Regions from separate parts of the Mus musculus genome. Here region 1 is linked to region 2. The links are chromatin contacts, called in public HiChIP or PLAC-seq maps. All regions are on one chromosome and are shown on one strand. Each heading gives the region's core, a stretch centred on a gene start, on an enhancer-like site or on the middle of the called end of the contact. The rest is flanking DNA. Distances are from core to core; before and after follow the strand shown.

Evidence for each region. HiChIP or PLAC-seq counts read pairs in DNA pulled down with a chosen protein or histone mark.
Region 1: a contact with region 2 is called in an H3K27ac HiChIP or PLAC-seq map of microglia, with 4 times the contacts expected there. The contact joins two enhancer-like sites. A contact is called at or near these places in 1 of 115 datasets of contacts at active chromatin or transcription factors (microglia) and 1 of 9 other capture datasets (adipose tissue).

What each region holds. Positions count from the first base shown.
Region 1 is chr12:25,397,557-25,401,899 of GRCm38.p6, reverse strand. Gm36723 (a long non-coding RNA gene) reads right to left here. Exons shown (of 12, transcript XR_001780577.2): 9 at 3,147-3,222. Among named protein-coding and RNA genes, the nearest start is that of Gm36723, 44 kb to the right of the region's middle. Within about 2 kb of position 2,964, at least 26 of the 459 cell types and tissues checked have an H3K27ac peak or open chromatin away from gene starts, as enhancers often do. A contact at or near this core is called in microglia, where this site is marked.
Region 2 is chr12:25,052,602-25,057,407 of GRCm38.p6, reverse strand. It overlaps Kidins220 (kinase D-interacting substrate 220), which reads right to left. Exons shown (of 32, transcript NM_001081378.1): 30 at 4,513-4,611; 31 at 3,374-3,610; 32 at 1-826. Among named protein-coding and RNA genes, the nearest start is that of Id2, 41 kb to the left of the region's middle. Within about 2 kb of position 2,642, at least 79 of the 459 cell types and tissues checked have an H3K27ac peak or open chromatin away from gene starts, as enhancers often do. A contact at or near this core is called in microglia, where this site is marked.

The DNA.
Region 1 (4,343 bases), core at 1,715-4,214, 340 kb before region 2:
AGTCAAACATTCTGGATCTCTCTGCAGTCCCACAGGCTGCTCTGAATTCAGACTTAAGTCCATATATCCCAGCACTATCATATTGTGACTGCAAGAACCTCAGCTCTCAGCTGGCCTCAAAGTATTGAGAAACAACGGTGACTAGACAAAGCTGTCTCCTAAAAACTCTACCAAAGGAGTAACATCATTCCATAATTTCAATTGAAAAAAAAAGTGAGCTACATACATACAGGATGAAAGGAGGACATTTGCGCCCCCCCTCCCCCGCTTACCTGACTCAGGCATTCACTCAGACATCTGCCTCTACTGTTGACCTCTAGAAAATGGGACTGAGCATCATGGGCTAGAGGGAGATATTCTTTGATCTTGGACTGATGTTGATATAAACAATCTCTGCAAAGGAATAGCAAGCATCCCCTTGAAGAGGCTGCATTCACAGTGTGCTTTGAGTTTGATGTAAATGAAACTAAATCATGGTTGGTTCTTTTTTGTTGTTGTTGTTTTTGTTTTTTGTTTTTTTCATCAAGATACGGGGCCAAATCATTATTTCAGAATATGAGCAAGTTTTGAATTAGCTCTGAAAGACACAAATCAAAAAGTCTGAGATCCAACAGCTTAGCAATTACCAAGTGACTAGCTAATTTTAAGGAATCAAAAATATAAATTAGACCCAATTCCAAGACTGTCCTAAAGAGTAAGAACAGCAATAATGTATAAAGATGCCAGTAGTCACTAGAGGACTACTTGACTGGGTGCTTCTCTCCCTCTTTCCTGTCACAAGAGCAGTACACATTAACCTCTGGGCCATTTCAAACTGAGTCTTGACAGCTATGCAAACTGTTGCTTCAGTTTGGGGTCACTTTTCATTTCAGCTTTGGGACCAGACTCTCTGACCATCCCTGCTGCCATCAACATGGCCTTGTGACTTAAAAAAGTCACATTTACCAGGAGGATGGTTGGTGAAAAGGAACCTTTAGTTTACCTCATGATTCTGTCACGTGCACACCCTACACACACAGCCATGCAAGATCAACCCAAAATATTCAGGACCAATTTGATTGAGAAAGCTCACCTACTACAAGCTCACAGAGCCCACTGCCCTAGCTCTTGGGATCTAGTATGGTGTCCCTACACTCCGGCTTCCCCTTCACCATGTCAGTGAGGGATTGTTTGGAGAAGAGGAAAAAAAAAAAAAAACTTCTCAACTCCTGTCAGAACATAAGCATTTTTGGAACAGTTTCGTCCTTTTTAAGACTTGGAGTGAGTGAGAAGCTTTTAGAAAAGCTAAAAATATCTGTTAAACAAGAAGAGAACACCCGCCAGTCCACTATTCCTTCTGAGCAAAAGGCTCGCCAACCTGGGTGTGAAGTCCTCTGCTGGGACTCAAGGACCTTGAGGGAGAGGTGTCAGCTGTTCAACAGCTTAGGAACAAAGGTAAAAGGAGGTGAAGTTGGAGGTAAAGATAACAGAAAGCTTGGGAGTGGCTGCCACATCACATACGCTAATGGCCTATGAAATTCACCCTATGCGAATTCCTCCTGCTATAACCAAGAAGGCCAAGACAAGAACAGACTGAGACACTTGTCCAGAGTCACTACACAGAGAACTGCACCCAGGGGAAGGAAGACCAGGCTACGCTCCTCTGTGGGTCTCACCATCATACTGGTGTACCCACAGCCCTCAGAGTATTTAGGAGAAGGAGGGGAAGAAGTAGTCCTAGATCATGGTTCTGATCTCAGGCAACCTAAATGGACCTACAGTCAAAAATCTGACTTCCAGGGATCACAAGGGCAGATTCTTTCAAACACGTGAGGTCTTCCTCTGGCCTCAGCATGGCTACACATAGGCATGAGCAGCCTTGAATATGCACATATATGAACATGCAATATGCATGCACATACACACACACACGGACATTCACACACTTTCACAGGCATGCCCTAAAATGATGTTTTATCATTTATCTGTCCATCCTCTAGTCTAACCATCATATCCTATTATCATTTCAACTCTAAGTATTAGCAGAAGCCTAGGAGCACCTGAATGACTGCCCAACATTGCTCCAAGGTGACAGAAACATTTGGAAATGGTGCTTCGGGTCTGGGAAAATAGCAAAACAGAGAGGTAAGAGGAAAAAGTCATTGAATTCAGCAACAGCCCATGTGCCCTCACTGACAGAGCTTATCACATTTAAGTTCCTCATGACAGATTGGTTCATGAACCATTCACCAAGTATACAGAGAGAGAGAGAGAGAGAGAGAGAGAGAGAGAGAGAGAGAGAGAGAGAGAGAGCTTAATCCCTGTATCATTGGCTACCACTGGTTTTCTAAGAAGCTTAACAGGGCATGCTCTGACTTCAACAATGACCCACTAATAGCTTTACATTTCTCCACAGTATTATAAGCTCCTATCTCCTAATGAAATCAAGAAATCAAGGAGACAGCAGACAGCAGGCGAGTGAGCAAACACGGAACAGATCCAAGGACACCCTGGGACCCTCTGAGCTACAAATAGTCACCTGCGAGCATTGATCAAACCTTAACTTCCACCTGGGAAAACAGAGTTGCTTCTCTCTGGGTGAAGCAAACTTCTTTCCCACTGTACTTGAAAAAGCATGACATGCCCAATATAGCTGTGATCTTGTCGAGGTCGATCATGTTCTCCTTTGTAGGGAGGGTGACTGTCAGCTTATAGCATCTGATGTCCAGGTCCTTCCCAAGGGTGTTCATATGAGCAGTCCTCCAAGGGAGAGGTTCAATGTTAGTTAATGCTAGATTTGCCCTGATAGTATGTGGCTTTTTTTTTCATGTCTGTCCTTCTAGGCTACACTTTAACTTCTGGGTATTGAGGCATTTGTGTTTTCCCAATTTCCTTAGCCATATGACACATCTGGTGAGGGCTGCTAGCCACCGCCTTTTGTTTAAACTCCCTGGGTAGCTGCTTGCTACTTTGAACGTAAACAACAAAGGTTTGTAATATGGCCCTATCTACTTCCCCTGTCCAGTTCCCCTTTCACCCCAGCTGCATGTTATACTGTCCACTTCCATCAGCATGAGACCTGGCTAACTGACATTCGCTTCTGCCCCTACACCAGGGCAGCTCCCTATGTTGTCTCCCAGCCCACTGCCCCTATCTCTCACACTCACCCTTTCACCATTCTCAACATCCATAGCTTCTCGTTGGCTTTATCTTCTGTACTGGACATCCAAGTGAACCATAGACCTGTAGACAGATAAGATATAGATACAGATTTGGGTTCTAATATAGATAGTGATTAAAACCTTAATAGCCCTTAGTGGTCCCTTTTGTAAAATTTGGCTAGAGAAGAAAATGGGACCAGGGGCCAAGGGCCAAGTCTCAAATGTTCCAAAAATTGACAGAATAAAAAAAAAAAAGCTGTCTGAAAAATGAACCATCAAAGAATGTAGACACACTCTCATCCTCAAAGCTTGTCACTGTGTTATTTCATAGGGCAAAGGGACTTTGTAAACTCATTGAAATTAGGGATGCTGAGACATGCATGGTAGCATAATCCTAGAGCCCTGGCATCATGGGAATAGAGTCTGAGGCAGGAGGATCCCAGGTTCAAGTTCTCTGTGGGTTACAGAGTAAGTTCAAGGCCAACTGGGCAACTAAATAAAGAACTTGCCTTGAAATAAAAATAGAAGCTGGTGGCTGGGGATACAGGCCAGTGATGAGGTACTTGCTGAGCATTGATGAGGCCCTGGGTTCAATATCCAGTTCTATAAAATAAATAATAAGTAAATGAAATTCAGGGTAAGGATATGGAGATATATATGGGTTTCTATGTGGGGTTCAAAATAAGGGCACTACTCTGAAATCTCCTGAAATGTGAGCCAAGATAAACCCATCTCTCCCAAGTTGCTTCATTTAATAGTCTGGTCATAATGGCATAAAAGTAATATAGTCAGGGTGAGCAGAAAATAATGACAAAGGCAACATGGAGACTTGAGTGTCATGAACAGAATGACAACAAGGTGAGCAGAAGCAGCAATGAGAGGGGTGAGATGTTGAGTCTATATGGAGCCCTGATATGAGGATTGACAATCCTACAGAATTAACACCTATAGCACACTCAGGCTACTCTGGGACAGTGTCAAAACACTTTAAACTTATTTTTTAAATTAACAGTATTTTTAGAGTCAATATAAAACATGGTCATCAGCTGTATAAAATTTGCTATGATTTCTTATGCTTTGGAGATTCCCTTTATTTAGATGTTGAACCATATTCAATTCCCCTCATCCTGCATAGCTGATCATATGCTTCTTGGGGGTAGGGTACCATTTTCGCTGCCTCCTCAACTTAATGAACTATTTTAC
Region 2 (4,806 bases), core at 1,393-3,892:
CTCGCTTCCCACTGTGGCCCTCATCTTCAAGCTCGATGAGATTCGCCTTTTCCAGCTGGGAGTCATCCGCTGCCTCATTGTGGAGAGAGTGGTTGGGAGAACTCTCATTGGACCTCACTCCCGAATCGGAGGAATCTTTCTTGTCGAGGAGGGCGTCCGACAAATACTCTTTTGCTTTGATGAATGTTCTGATAGGCTCGACGCTGTGCTCTGGAGACTTAGCCACTCTCTCTGCTTTGCCTTCGGCCTTTTTATCCTTATCATCTTTGAGCAGTGGGGTATTATCTGACTCTTCTGTCCCAGACTCATCTTCATCACTGGGCAGTTTCTGGTAGCGCAGACCACTTCCCTTAAGCTTCAAGTCTGTCTGGAAGAGACTAGGCCGTTCTGAAGACTTCTTGCCTGGGAGCAGCTTACTACCTGACTGGTCGGATTTCTCATCTTCCTCAGTAATGGGGTCCAGGGGTGAGGCCTCATTAGTGGACACCCCTGATGAGGAGTAATCTAGGACATCCCCCCTCTTCATTAAAAATGACTTCCGCCCCTCCTCCTGCTTTAGCTCATTCTCCTTCCCCCTTTCTTGTTCTAGATTAGAATGAATGGAGCCCCCTGAAGAACTCTGACCTATGTAGTATGTGCTGTGTGGAGAAGATCTGCCGCTTATTGTTGACGACCCTGTGCCCCCTTCTAACTGGGACATCTGAGCAATGTACTCTCTATAGGCATCTCTATACTCGGCCTGCACCTTATCAGTAAGCTTTGAAATTTCAATACTGGAGTCCTGGGAATTGAGACTCGAGAGACTTGGGGTTCTGCGAGTTTGTGACTGTGAAGACAGAAAAAAAAAATTTAAGAATTCAAATAAGAAGGGGAAATACATAATAAACATCAGCTTAGGAAACACATATGTATACTAATAATGTAAAAGTTATCACAATTCTAGGGTCTTAAAAAATCGACCTAACAGTTTAACAAAAGCTATGAGTTCATGAATAATTCTGTAATTAGCTTAGAAATTTTTAGCAACATTAATTTACTGTTTATATTTAAAAGAACAATTTCAGGTTGTAGAAGTCATCTGAGCATTTGTGTTTAGTAATTTCAAGTTGTTTTATTTAAGGTAAAAGCACCTTCTAGAAAGAATTCCTCTTAGAAGAGATAAAGAAGAAACAAAGACAGACTGCAAAAACAAAACAAAGTCTTTAAGGTACAATAAAGGAACCTGTCTCAAATTATTTGACAAAATTGGAAGTTCCTGTCCAATTTTAATTCAGAGAAAGAAATGTTCTTAAAATGGGGGGTGGGGGGATAACACAGATTTGCAATGAACCTCAACAGAAGCTGTGGGTTCGCTGGACCCCAGGGAAATCAGGACGGGAGACTTAAGTTCAGTTTCTAGTACTGGGCTTTAAGGGACCAGCTGCTTTAGACTGTAGAAACGCTAACAAATGAACAATTAAAAGTACAGATTAGAAAAAAGAAACAGGGGAAGAAAGAAGCAGCGTCAAGAGAGTTTACAATCAGACCACAGGAAAGGCTAGAACCCAGGCACAGAGAGAGGCGAGACCATCTTTTCTCTGGAAAGGAGACAGCATCTGTCTCCTTGAAGAGGTCCCACAGGATGCTGTCAGACTAGAGGAGTGATACCTCCCCCACCCACTAATGCAGCTCTCCTCAAAGGCTGTGGGGCCCCTGTACAGGGGACCCATGTGTCCTGAACTGCACTCTGCAGGACATGATGGTGGTCTGTGCCTTCTCTCCTTCATTCACGGAGTGCCCAGAGCTACATGTATGTGTGTTGTCTCAGGAGATGTGAGGGAAGGAGCAACTGGGGACCCAGCAGTCTTCTATGAAGACAATCATAAAGATATGTTAAAACATTCCCATTCCCACTGGACGGTTTTGTTTGAAAAAGTAGCATTTTTTATAAAAATATTATTTATGCTAGTATATAATTACTTAAAATATTTAGAAACATTTTCAGGTTCTATTTAGCTATTTATAGTAACTTACATATGCAAAAGTTTTCTGGGCCCTGATAATTTTTATTACGTGTGTGTGTGTGTGTGTGTGTGTGTGTGTGTGTGTGTGTGTGTAGGTGAGAGGACAACTTTGAGGAGTTGGTTTTTTTTCCTTAAAGCATGTGGGTCCCAGGGATGGATCACACTCAGGTCACTGGGTTGTAGGAGCATCTTTATTGCTGAGTCATCTTGCCAGCCCAGAGACCTGCCTAAGGCTAAGAACAAAGGCTAAGCTCAAAGGGCTGTGAGAGCCGCAGGCAGGCAGGCAGGCAGTGAGGATGGAAGGGTACAGGAGGAAGCACCTGCAGGGGAGTAAGGAGGAGCAGTTTCTCAGAAAGCTGGAAAGGAAAGGAACTACGTCTGTCGGAACAAAGACACCAAAGGACCAAGTATGAACTGAGCACACTGTAAAGCAATTCTTACAATAGTCAGTATTTAATAATAATAAAAAATGACTTCTTCACTTAAGGCACACAGTATGGAGAAAATTAAAAATATTTTCACTGCCAGACAAAAGCCCTCCCAGGAGCACCCGCCAGGCTTGGTCTTCCCCTCCGTCCAGAGCACAGCTTCCTTGCTGTTACTTCCTCACTGCTCCTCTGCACACTGCTCTGGTTCTCCCCCTCCTTCTTCCTCTTCCCTCCTCCTCACGCATACCCCACTTGTACTTCTGCTTCTGACGCCTGCACACCTCTAAGAATATCCCCACAGAAGACGTGGTACAGGCCTGTGGTCCTACCACACAGGCTGCTGCTGAGGCAGGGGAATCTCTTGAGCCCTGGGGTTGAAGGCCAGCCTGAGCAACATGAGAGAAAGAATAAGTGGGATGCGTAGTGCGTGCTCCTATGTATGTGACTTGGGGAACCAAACTGAAGGTGTCAGTAGGACAGCAGGAAGCTAGTCTTCCATACAGGTGCACTTTGGCTGGTAATTACCATATCCCACAGGAAAATACCAAAAGAAAGGAAAGTTTGCAACCACCCTAACACAGCCCCATCCTCACTCTATGTAGACAAGGCTGGACTCGAACTCAGAGATCCTCCTGCCTCTGCCTCCGGAGTGCTGGGATCAAAGGCGTGCACCATCAGGCCCAGCCCCCCATTCTTACTCTCCTACCATTGTCTTCTGGGACTGCTTTCACTCTTCCTGTCAATTCTGAATAACTTAACTTCCTCTGTATTTTGCTTCTGTATTTCTTCCCCTTCAAAATAAACCCAACTCCTTCAGTAGATGGCCCTTGCTCTTGCCCAGCTGGGTTCTCAAGCAACACTGCCTGAATGAGTGTTTTAATGCACCAGAATATCTGCAGTCTTTATTCTCCAATTATATGAAAAATGACACAAAATAAATACCTGCCAACTCAGATTACTGTGCCGTGGGGCTCCCTCGTCTAGGCCAAGCGTGTTCAGTTCTTCAAAGCTGAAGTTCAGGGTGTAGGGAGTCTGGCTGGAAAGCTCCGTGTGGGGCAGTTCACTGTGAGAAGTGCGGCGAGCAGATTCCCCATGAGCAACGGGGGCACTGGAGTTTTCATTGAGAAAACGTGGGTCTTCGGGGACCACCTGGTTTTCCACACTTCTCATTTCTAAGACCTTGGGAGAAGAAGAATCATTGTTTGCATCGTCAAACCCCATTACAGAGGCTTCAGAGAGCGCTAAAGTACAGGACAGTACTGTTCCTGCAAGAGGGTCAAGAAAGCACACTGCCCACTGCGATGGTCCAGTGACGTTATGCCAAATCTTACCTTAATCCTATTAACAATGCTAAGAGAAGTATCCGCATTTAGTGTACAACTTTTAAAACTTAAAAACCAAAATTCAAGTGGAGTGTGTAAAGAAAGCCAGAGCCAAGCAGAAAGCATTGAGACTTACAATGATAGGGACGCTGACCTCAGTATAGAACAATTCTACTCCAAAACAGCACCAAGTGGATGCTTAAGAGTCAGGGAGCGTGGGGCGGGGAAGGTCAGCTTTCAAGAGATTCTGGGTAAACCAATTTGACAAGATTTCTGAAGACAAGCCGGGTGATGAGACCTCAGCTGGGAGTGGACAGAAGATAAGAGGAAACCAGAGGAGCACCAAGGGCGTGCTCGGGTTCAAGCTGGGCTCTTTCTAAAGTGGCTCCTGTGTATTGTTGCCTAACACAGAGCACCGGACAAGGACAGACACTGAAGGTGGAGGCCTAGGGGCTTGGGGCCCATGGCTTGATCAAGGAGAACATGTTTTATTAAATAAAAGTATGGGAAACCAGTGAATTGCTTCTTCCTCAGAAAAGACAAGATTCCACATGCTGTTGCAACTATTCCCCGTAATACTGGGTTGACTATAAGTTTACTCAATTAAAAAACACACAAAATGCAAACGTTTTTAAAATTAATATGGAAAATGTATCACTTCTGGCCAGTACTTCTTCGTACTGGGTTTCTACAATGTTGCAGACTACTTTACACAGTAGGATAAAGGGCTGTAGTAAGGTAACGTGGCAAAAACCTTACCATGCTTCTAAAAAGATGCCAGTCTCCAAAGTTCATAGCCATCTCTTTCTTCAGCTCATCAATATTACACTGAGCCAATACCCGGCCATTTATGTTTGCCTGAGTGAAAACAGAAACAAAATCTAGAGTGCTCTGAATCACCAGTGGTTACAGGACCGCTTCTACCCCGTTTGCAGAGCGGCTGCGCTCAGAGCGGCCATCTCTCTCCATGCAATATAATGAGTTGGGTATCCCGGGCCACACCAACCACTTGACATTTTCCTAAGTGTCAAGCATTTCAGTGAAACAAACCAC